Regions from separate parts of the Mus musculus genome. Here region 2 is linked to region 1. A link is a contact called in public HiChIP or PLAC-seq data. All regions are on one chromosome and are shown on one strand. The core of a region is the stretch at or near the end of the contact, and the rest is flanking DNA. Distances in the headings are between cores, read along the strand shown. Region 1 has its middle 96 kb from the start of Gm32240. Region 2 overlaps Fggy (FGGY carbohydrate kinase domain containing).

Region 1 (5,317 bases), core at 892-3,391:
CCATTCCTGTTTTGAAACTGACTCCATGAAGCTTTCTGTGTCAATCTTATGCCCCAGGTAGACAAAGCAATAATCACATCAGTGAGTATTCCGGAGGGGAAGCTCGGCTCCTGCCCTTAGATGTGGATTTCTAGATAAAATATAAGAAACCCAGTTAAACCCAAAGTTCAAATAAGCATTGAAAAAAAACAGAAGAAATGACATTATGCTGCCTCCCAGGAGCCCACAGAACCATGCTGTCCACACAACCCAGATCCTCAGAACTGTTTGTAGCCCTGAAAGGCATTGGCGCTCTGGATCGCGATGACCGTTGACTCTAGCATGTGACTGGGGTTAGAATGACTGCCTGCATTACCAGCAGCCCAGATTCAAGCCACGCAAAGAAGAAACAACTGCTGCTTTTTGATGAACCTGATAACCCAGCTAAAAGATGAACCTAACCATGAAATTCTCTAAATGTGATCGGAAGGACTTAGAAACTTTGGGAGCACCCTGAAGTGTGTGCTTAGCTGCTTTCAGCAACTCTCAGATGTACACCAGACCCTTCATTTTGGGTCTCTTGGCCCCAATCTCTTAAACATGCTGCTGCTTTCTACATGCCCTTTGATTTGCATACTGTCTTCTACTACTCTCCCCAAGTTCCTCCCTTAGCTGGTCACCTGACATTTAAGCATTGAAACTCCACTGACCAATACCTCTACTACAAGCTTCCTAGGGCATCTCCTCCACCTGCATGGAGGGGGTTGGGTATTTGATAACAGACACACATCTGCTGCTTTCAAACTACTTCTTTTTGCTGTTCACCTACTTTTCACCTATATGAAGATCTTCTGGGGGATAAGTCATGCCCTGCTCATCCTCTCCAGCCTCATCTTTTCTAAGACAGTAGCGCCGGAGGAGCAGTAGTACCAACTTTGGTAGAAACACACTCTCAGGCCCTGCCCAGAACCACTGATGGGGAAACCCTAGCAATTGGGTCAGAAAGCTCTACCCAGTCCTGTTGCAGCCTGAGAACTGCAGGCCTGTAAGTCTCCCACAGATCTGTCCTGAGGTGCTGAGATAGCTTTCAACACAGCTTTGTTGGATTTTTCTAGCTGCCTTTCACTCTACTGCAGAATTATCTTTTTATATCATGCAAGAGTTCTGCTTTGAAGCCTCCAGTGGCTTCCTCTTGCACGTAGAATTCAGTTCAGCTCCTCCGGTGCCCTATAAGTCCCTCCATGATCTGGTACCCGTAGCTACCCTCCATCCATTCTCAGCTTTCTGGATTGTTTTGGCTTCTTGGACCCTCATCACTCCTCCCTCAACTCAAACCATGTACTAGGGCAAGTGGACAAGTTGACCTGAACCACTTATCCAATTCTTGAGGAAAAGTGGTCAGGGGGAAAGACAAATACGCACAAGTAATCTGGTAGTTTCTAAAAATCAAGGCAATTGAAATAGCAGTGGTGAGTTTCCCTTGGGGGCCTTCCATCTGCAGTCATTACAAACTTTGTTCCTAAAGGTCAAAGGTGTGGGTTTTTCTTTTTAAACCTTTGCTCTCTAGGTTTCTCATCACCCAAACCCATGTCTCCTTTGTTGGCTTGAGATCATGTCCACCTTGTGGGGATGATAGGAGGAACAGATAGTATACAGAAAGCTCCCATAGTCCGCAGGGGACTTGTTCTAAGATGCTACAATGCCTAAAAGTACAGACAGCATGGAAGTATGGGTGTGCAAGGTTTTCCCACACAGACACACCCACAATAAGGTTCAGCTTTCAAATTAGGCCCAGTAAAAGATGAACAATTACAGATAGAACAGAACAATTATAACAGCAGGCTGCTGCCAATGTAGGAAGTGTTTCTAAGTCCTCTGTTTAGTGTTTTCAGATGGAGGCTGACTGCAGGTTCCTCAGCACCCAGGGAATAACCCCAGTGTTTGAGCCAAGGCATCGGATGGGAAGCGTGCCCCTGACAGGCCAGACTCCACAGTACCACACTCACTAACCTCTGAGGCAGCTGGAAATCTGGATACTGTGAGGAGCAGCAGTGTGAAACTAAGTACATCCTAAAAGCTCTGAAGCCTTGGGGGAAGACAGGGTTGGGCCAAAAGAGAAAGGAAAGTGCCCCTACTGCTGAGAAATCTCCCTCAGGGGGTGTCCAGCGAAAGCGAAAGTGGAACCCCTGCCAGTCAGATTTACCAGAAGGGCAGTGGGGCTTATAGAAGCCTTTCAGAAAAAGCAACAGCTGAGCAGGAAACCAGGCAGTTTCTGAGAAACCAGGAACTTCAGGCTAGAGTCTGGCAACTCTTGTTTACAAACCCCAGGACCACCTGCACCCAGATGTGTTAGCCACAGAGTGGGTCATGGTGCTCTGGGAACAGTATTCTGAAGCAAGGAAACTGGAGCAAAAGCCAGGGTCACTTCTTCAGGACCCAGGACTCCCAAATTTTGGAAAAAAACAGCATAGTTGTGGCTGCTGGGAGAGGATGGGAGACAACTGGACCTGAGTGAGTGGAGCCTTCAGTCAGTTCTCATTCAAGAATAGATCTATTTATTTACTTAATTTATACAAACCTGCTATAATAAAATGAATAATGGATGCTCACTGAGTGTCAAGTACAAGTCAGGGCAGCATGCTAACTACTTCAGCATACTCAGAGCAAGTGCCCGAGGTCCCACTCTTATTTGTACTTGCAGATTGGGAAACTGAGGCTCAGAGTGATAACCAAGTCACATCCCAGCTAATTCACAGAACTAGGACTTGTCTACTAATTGGTGCTGTGCTCATAGTCATTATGTCTAATGAGGCTCAAGTGTAATTGCCTGTGCTGAAGTCAGAGGTTGGCACAGAGAGCAGTGATCATTTATTAACCTCTAGATCTGCAGTGCCTGGGTCCCAGCCCAGCATGTGATAGCTGCTTCCTAATGTGAGCAACTCATGAGCAAAAACAGAAGACTCAAGAAACTACAGACCCAGTCTAACTTCCTGGACCCAGAGTACCAGGGAACAGAAAAAAATGTGGATGTAGAGGGCCTTGAAGGATATCCTACACCTACCTAAGGACTACAGAGAAGATTTCAGCAAGGTGAAGTTGGCAGCAGGCATCCCAATGAGGAAAGAATCTGTGGTCATATTGTCAGGAATGCTTCGAGTGTTCTCATCGATTTGACATAGCAAAGAGGGATGGAGTAAATCAATGATGATGAAGGAGAGAGAAGGAGCAACAAGATCTGGGTCTTAGGAACCTGGGGAGAGGGTACCCTTCTGAAATCACCAAGGACCACTGAAGACAGTAGAGCAGGAACATGACTGAGGGGGACTTGCCTCGAGGGGCAATTCATTGTCCTAACTATAGTGTAGTGACTTATTTGAGGAAGAAAGGGCTAGAGATGGGGGAGCCCCTTGGGAACAAGGATGAAGGTTTGAACAGGTAGAATCCATCCTCCTGGAAGAAGATGAAGACATATTGGACCTGCAGGTGCGACAAGGCCTAAACTTGTTCCCCACTTGTCTTTCAAGGCAAGTATAGAGCTGGGATGACTACTGGTCAGCCAACAAGGCAAACTCAATGTTAAAGGTGAGAGTATGTTCACAGGGTCTCGGGGAGCATTCTGCTTGGGTTTCTCTTAGGGAAGAGAAGGTTGGTGCTTAAAACTTTAAAAGAGACAAATCCTTAAAGGGCAAAGACTGTCTGACCATACAGGACCAAGTAAGACAGAAGGGAAATAAAGAGGTCAGAAACTAGGGAGCTGTGTTCATCCTTACAATGCCAGGGATACTGCCTAGAGATGAGGAAGGTACAGGGCAACAAATAGGAGGGAAAAGAGCTGGTTCTTCCTTTATTTATGTATTGATTGGTTGGATGCTAATATTGAATACTGTGCTGGTCAGTCATCTGAAGAGGAAATTTCAATTAAGGAAATGCTTTCATGAGAGGGGCTATAGGCAAGCCTGTTAAGGTTTTTTTCTTAATTAGTGGCTGATCAGAGAGATTCTAACCCATTGTGGGTGGTGCTGTGCCTGGGCTGGTGATCCTGGGTTCGATAAGAAAGTAGGCTGAGCAAGCCATGAAAGCAAGCTAGAAAGCAGCTCCCATTCATGGCCTCTACACCAGCTCCTGTCTCCAAGTTTCCACCCTGTTTGAGTTCCTGTCTTGGCTTCATTTGATAATGTACAGTAATGCAGAAGTGTAAGCCAAATAAACTTTTTTTTTTCCCAGCTTGCTTTTTGGTCATGGTGTTTTATCACAGCAATAGAAACTATAACTAAGACAAATACCATGGAGGTTAAGGGAGGAGAGAGTTAAAGATATTGCAACTATTTCTGAGGAAATCAAAAATATCACATGCTAGGAGGCTGGGCCTGAAGTCAAGGGCCTAATTTTGGCTTGAAAGACATAGATGTCATGTGTTCGGAACCCACGATAGAAGGGATGAATTATATGGGAGATTATGTTTCTCTAATCTGTTGAAGCATAATTATTTATTAATTCTTTACAGTAATGTAGGTGACAGGGCAACTGGGGGCAGAATAGAAAAAGCAGTCTAAATGGGGCTCAGAACTAAACAAAGAATTCTCAACTGAGGAATACCGAAGGGCTGAGAAGCACCTGAAAAAATGTTCAACATCCTTAATCATCAGGGAAATGCAAATATAAACAACCTTGAGATTCTACTTCACACCAGTCAGAGTGGCTAAGATCAAAAATTCAGGTGACAGCAGAAGCTCGCAAGGATGTGGAGAAAGTGGAACACTCCTCCATTGCTGGTGGGATTGCAAGCTTATACAACCACTCTGGAAGTCAGTCTGGCGGTTCCTCAGAAAATTAGAGGTAGATGTACCTGAAGACCCAGCAATTCCACTCTTGGGCATATACCCAGAAGATGTTCCAACTGCTAATAAGGACACATGCTCCATTATGTTCATAGCAGCCTTATTTATAATAGCCAGAAGCTGGAAAGAACCCAGATACCCCTCAACAGAGGAATGGATAAAGAAAATGTGGTACATTTACACAATGGAGTACTACTCAGCTATTAAAAAGAATGCATTTATGAAATTCTTGGGCAGATGGATGTTTCTGGAGGATATCATCCTTAGTGAGGTAACCCAATCACAAAAGAAGTCACTTGATATGCACTCATTGATAAGTGGATATTAGCCCAGAAACTTAGAATACCCAAGATACAATTTACAAAATACAAGAAAATCAAGAAGGAAGACCAACGTGTGAATACTTCATTCTTCCTTAGAATAGGGAAAAAATACCCATGGAAGGAGTTACAGAGACAAAGTTTGGAGCTAAGACCAGAGGATGGACCATCCAGAGACTA
Region 2 (4,798 bases), core at 159-2,658, 400 kb after region 1:
AGCAGGTTCAGGAAAAATATTCCCTATTACTAGTAGTATTAGCTAGGGCCATCCTAATAGATTTTTGGGAGTTTCCATTGCCCTAGGTTTCTCCCCTGCCCCCAAATTGCCTCCCAACTCCAGTTGTCTCTTTTGGTGGGATATATTTATTCGGTGTACATGTATAGTCCTCCCTTTTTATTTAAAATACAGGAAATGGGAAAATGCAGATTCCCTATGGTTTGTGTGTAACTTAGTGGTTACTTAGTGGTTATGGTTTGTAAACTTAGTGGTTACGTAGATTAACTAGAGTGTTAGGTTGCTGAGGTTGACTAAACCAAGCAGATGTTCATGCATTGTATATCAATCGCTTCAAGGTGATTTCTTAATATTAATCTAATTTTCCTAACCAGTCTTGGTAGGTAATATTGTATCATTATACTAATGAAGAAACTACAGTGCAGGGCATTCTGGTGTTCAAGGTCATAGGTTTAAAAAGCCATAGATTCTGGAATCTCATAGGCCAGAGGTTCAGTTCAAGAGAGCTCAGATTGCATTTGAAGACATGTGTTTTCCTCGGAGCCTCACAGTTAAAACGCCACAGCAATGCAGGTAGGGAGTGGTATCATTAGAGGAGCAGGGACCTGGATATAGCAATCAGTGTGAAACAGTTGAACAGGCTGAGTTTGACTCACCTCCTGAAATCACCTTTCCCAAGACAAGCATGGTAGGCATTCAGCAAGATTTTAATTCCAGGCCGCCTGTCACTCAAGCACATTGGTGCTGATTGGAAGAGACCTCTCACCTTCACTTATGAATCCTCTTTCTGAGTACCACCGCAGAAGCTGAGGAGATGGCTCCTGACATTCCTGGAAAGAAGGAACAGAATATTTCCTTGAGAGGCTGAACTAGTAGTTTTAATCACATCAAGTACACAATTAGTTTACTTTTCCTTTCTCTGAAGGCTATTCGCCTAGGACTTGCATCTAGATCCTGTGCACACTAGATGCTATGTCATCATTGTCATTCATTTAGAGAGGGGTTCATCCAGCATTCTTGAGAGGCTTCTCCTGTGCCCCACTAGCTTTTGCATTGCATGTGACATGTCATCACTCTTATGCCTCACTTTCATGGTCACGCAGAAGGTAAGTGGTGACCTTGGTGTCTGAGGTGACCTACCCCTGTCTCCATGGTTCTTCTGTGGTTTCTTTCCCTCAACCCCATTCTGTGAGTTTTGACTTCTAGATACCCATGACCTTTTAAGTTTCTCAGCACAGATCAACCTTTCTGAGAATCCACAACAGGGGGCTGCTGTGATGAGTTTGTCGGGTCACTAGTTGACTAATGACTTTCTTTAAGGCCTTCTGGCAGGCGCTGCCTTGCCTTGAACTTTATTGATCCCAGAAGTTTGCCTGCCACTCAGGCAGCCTCTGCAGGTTCTGGGAGGTAATGAGTCATGGATCCACCTACTCTGTGACCCATCTCCTCTTGTGGTGAGCAGAATGAAGATCATCTCTTTGTGGTATCATAAAACTTAGAGAATGACATTAAAATTCTGTTAAATTTTCATACCATTTTACCTGTAGAAATATACAACGTATGGGAGGGGAGAGCAAACCAAATACCCCTATTGGTGTTCTTCCCTGCTGTTCCTATTTCAGAAGCTACTTAAGGGACAAGGTAATGATTTTATGAGGCTTATTAATACTTCATGTTCTTTGCCCCTCCTCCTGCCCTTTTCTGTCAAGGACTTTGTATCTTGGCTTTAAACTGAAGCAACTCAGCTGCCAGCACGTTGTTAAAAGCAAAATCTTTGCAGTGTCTTGCTTGTTCTGTGATGCACACCATGCACAAAGGTCTGAGGTTGACTCTTGCTACTGGGGGAAAACAGTGTTTATTTTCCAGACTTACTTTGGGGTAACTGTTGGGGAGCTAGACTAACATGAGTTTGCAACCTGATGCTGCCTTGTACTACCAAACCAGTACTTAACCTGTGTGGGGTTCAAAGGGCAAGCAGTATATCTGCTTGGTAACTTCAGTGACTTCATATAAAGCCTTTTAAAAATTGAACTAAAATATATTTGCATTATCCTTCCCCATTCACCATTCTGTTCCCCCATGTCCAACCTGAATTTATGGATTCTTTTTCTTCAGCCTTTGTATAGACATAGGAACAAATCATCATATAAATACAGCCTGCAGAGTTCTTTCAGTGTTACATATATATGTTCATATTATGAATATATACGTACATATATATTCATATTTCTAGTGGTGAGTACTTAGCATTGGATAACCACACAGGGGACTAATCCCTGGGAAAGACCAATTCTCCCTATCTCATCAGTTTTTAATCGCATTTACCTCTTCATCTAGGCATGGGACCTGGTGAGATTGCTCCCATCTGCATTGTGATGCCAACTGTTGTTTGAATTGTTCAAGTCCTGATTAAGAACATGCTGTTGTGATTTCATTAGTGTAGTTTTTTCTGTAATAGCTAGAAGGCACAATCTTATAGCAACCTTCATGGATTTATGGCTCTTAAAATACTTTCATGTTTTTTTCCTCAGGGTTTCCTGAGACACAGGTGCAGGAGGTTTTTTGTTTGTTTGTTTGTTTGTTGTTGTTGGTTTTTTTTTTTTCTGGTTTATCAGCTGGCGATAGGCACCCTAGTATCAGTTGTTCATTTTAACCATTTGGGCTTTTTTTATAATGGTCCCCTGCTGTTGCAAAAAAAACCAAGTGTTTTGATGGTTGTTAAGATCTATGCTTATCTGTCCATGTGCAGATAAGTATTTAGACTACAGTTAGGAATTAAACTTGTTTACCACAATGGATCTTGTAGGTCCTCGTCTAAGATCCATGGCCTCACAAGCCAGGTGCAGTTGACTAGTTTTCCCACCTGCTAAGCAGGCCTTGAGTACAGTTAGATGGCTATTAGTTACCACCAAGATATAAATGTCACTGTTGCACTTTTAGGGAAGTCTTGTCATGTGGGTCATTGGTGTGGTTTATGGGCATTATAGCTGGGTAAGACTATTTCTTTCCTTCCTTAGAAGCTTGCATATTACCTTCTAGTGCTGTGAAAGTTAGTTCTTCCCTGAGGCTCTCTTAATGTGTCATTGATGGGGTAGATCTTGTCTGGTATAAGAACACAACCAATCAATCTCTCTCTCTGTCTCTCTCTCTCTCTCTCTCTCTCTCTCTCTCTCTCTCTCTCTCTCTCTCTCCTCTCTTTAATAATGACTTTCATTTTTTTTCTGTTTCACATAGATATCACATTGAGCAACTTCCACAATGTCCCTTAACCCCTTTGCTACATTGAGTATGCAAAGCAAACTGGAGACTCATTTGTAGTGGGCTTGTGAGCACTAATAAATTCATCTCACTTCATTTTGTGTTCACCCTTGGATTCATTTACTCTTTAGTCTATTTTATTTTTTATTGTCTTTGCGTTCTTGTTATAGGCTGCTAGAGCATACTCAATGGCACATAGCAAATAGAAAACAATTCAGAATATGAGTGCTTAGTAAATACCTTACAAATAGTATTGGTCTATGCTGGGGAAGTAGGTAAGGATGGATGTCAGCAGTGGGACTGTCATCGGATGCTGTGGATATGTGTTACCATCTTTAGAGAGGGAATAGAAATGGATGTGAGAAAGCTTTGAGCAATTCCAGCTCATGAAAGACAAGGCTGAGGGTGCCTGCAGATATCTGTAAAAGCCATCAATATAGCCAGACCAGGAATGTTTACAGTGTGGAGGAAGGGTCTCTGTGGTTGTAAGCAGAGGGAGGTGAAGACTGAAAACTGTCTGCTTATACAGTGACATGTGTGTGTGTGTGTGTGTGTGTGTGTGTGTGTGTGTGTGTGTGTGTGTAGGGGTGTACCAATCTGTATATGCTCCATGATACTACAGACTAGGGCATTTATGAACACTAGTACTCTGTGTCTCCCAGTTTTGGAGACAATCTACTGGGGTCTGATATTGGTTGACTTTCTGTGTTCTCACAGGGAGAAAGACAGGATAAGAGAGTAAACTCATCACTCCAGACTGTTTACATATGAGCATTAATGCACTCATCCATATCCCTAAAGGCCCTTTCTCATCAGTTTTTTTTCTGGATATTAAGTTTGCAACACATCAATTTTAGTGGCCATATTCAGGTTATAGGAGAAACTTTAGTGAAAGCTACTTTATTTTAATAGCAGGGCAGAAGATAGGAATTAATAACTAGCATTTAATGAACAGTTACTAGATGCTATGCCAAGTACTTAGTATGCATTTTTACTTTACAACAACCCAGTGAGAAATATAGTGCATACCCCTTTCCCTTTTACAAAAGACAACCATGAAGCATGAAGAAGTTAACCAGCTGATGCCACACAGTTAGCTGGAGATTGAATCAAGGTTCAAGTCAAGATGGTCAGGTCAGGCACCATAGTGGAACAGGGATATTTAGACAGCACTTAAGGAACTTGGCTGTCAAGAAAGGAACTAGAGATGGGATGGCCACCAAAGGCTGATGACTATGCAAAATGGGTTGAGTTCTCCATCGCTTGTTTGACTGACTGATGGGAGAGAAATGCTTAGCGTTGCTTGATTGCTGATAGGAAATATCTAGCAGCGCTGTGAGAACAGCAGAGAGAGAAGAGACAATCAGAATGGCAAGGACTCAGGGAGGCGGAAGGTATCATTCTCAGGACAGACTCCGTAGTCATTTCCTGAAGAAAGTGAACATGGTATGACGCTGAAAGCAACAGGAAGCAAGGAGTAGTGTGCATTCACAGAGCTTTTGCCTCCCTTGGGAAATGAGAG

What was found. HiChIP or PLAC-seq counts read pairs in DNA pulled down with a chosen protein or histone mark.
Region 2: a CTCF HiChIP or PLAC-seq map of CD8 T cells shows a contact between it and region 1, with 7 read pairs. The contact joins two enhancer-like sites. A contact is called at or near these places in 3 of 15 datasets of contacts at CTCF or cohesin (CD8 T cells, large pre-B cells and pro-B cells), 13 of 484 Hi-C or Micro-C datasets (the CH12 cell line, Th1 cells, adipose-derived mesenchymal stem cells and 7 more), 4 of 115 datasets of contacts at active chromatin or transcription factors (the 230-238 cell line, CD8 T cells, the NIH/3T3 cell line and 1 more) and 1 of 9 other capture datasets (embryonic tail).

The regions. Positions count from the first base shown.
Region 1 is chr4:95,301,375-95,306,691 of GRCm38.p6, forward strand. No RefSeq gene overlaps it. Among named protein-coding and RNA genes, the nearest start is that of Gm32240, 96 kb to the left of the region's middle. Within about 2 kb of position 2,142, at least 135 of the 459 cell types and tissues checked have an H3K27ac peak or open chromatin away from gene starts, as enhancers often do. A contact at or near this core is called in CD8 T cells, where this site is marked.
Region 2 is chr4:95,706,968-95,711,765 of GRCm38.p6, forward strand. The region is part of intron 6 of Fggy (FGGY carbohydrate kinase domain containing); the gene reads left to right. Among named protein-coding and RNA genes, the nearest start is that of Fggy, 150 kb to the left of the region's middle. Within about 2 kb of position 1,409, at least 13 of the 459 cell types and tissues checked have an H3K27ac peak or open chromatin away from gene starts, as enhancers often do. A contact at or near this core is called in CD8 T cells, where this site is marked.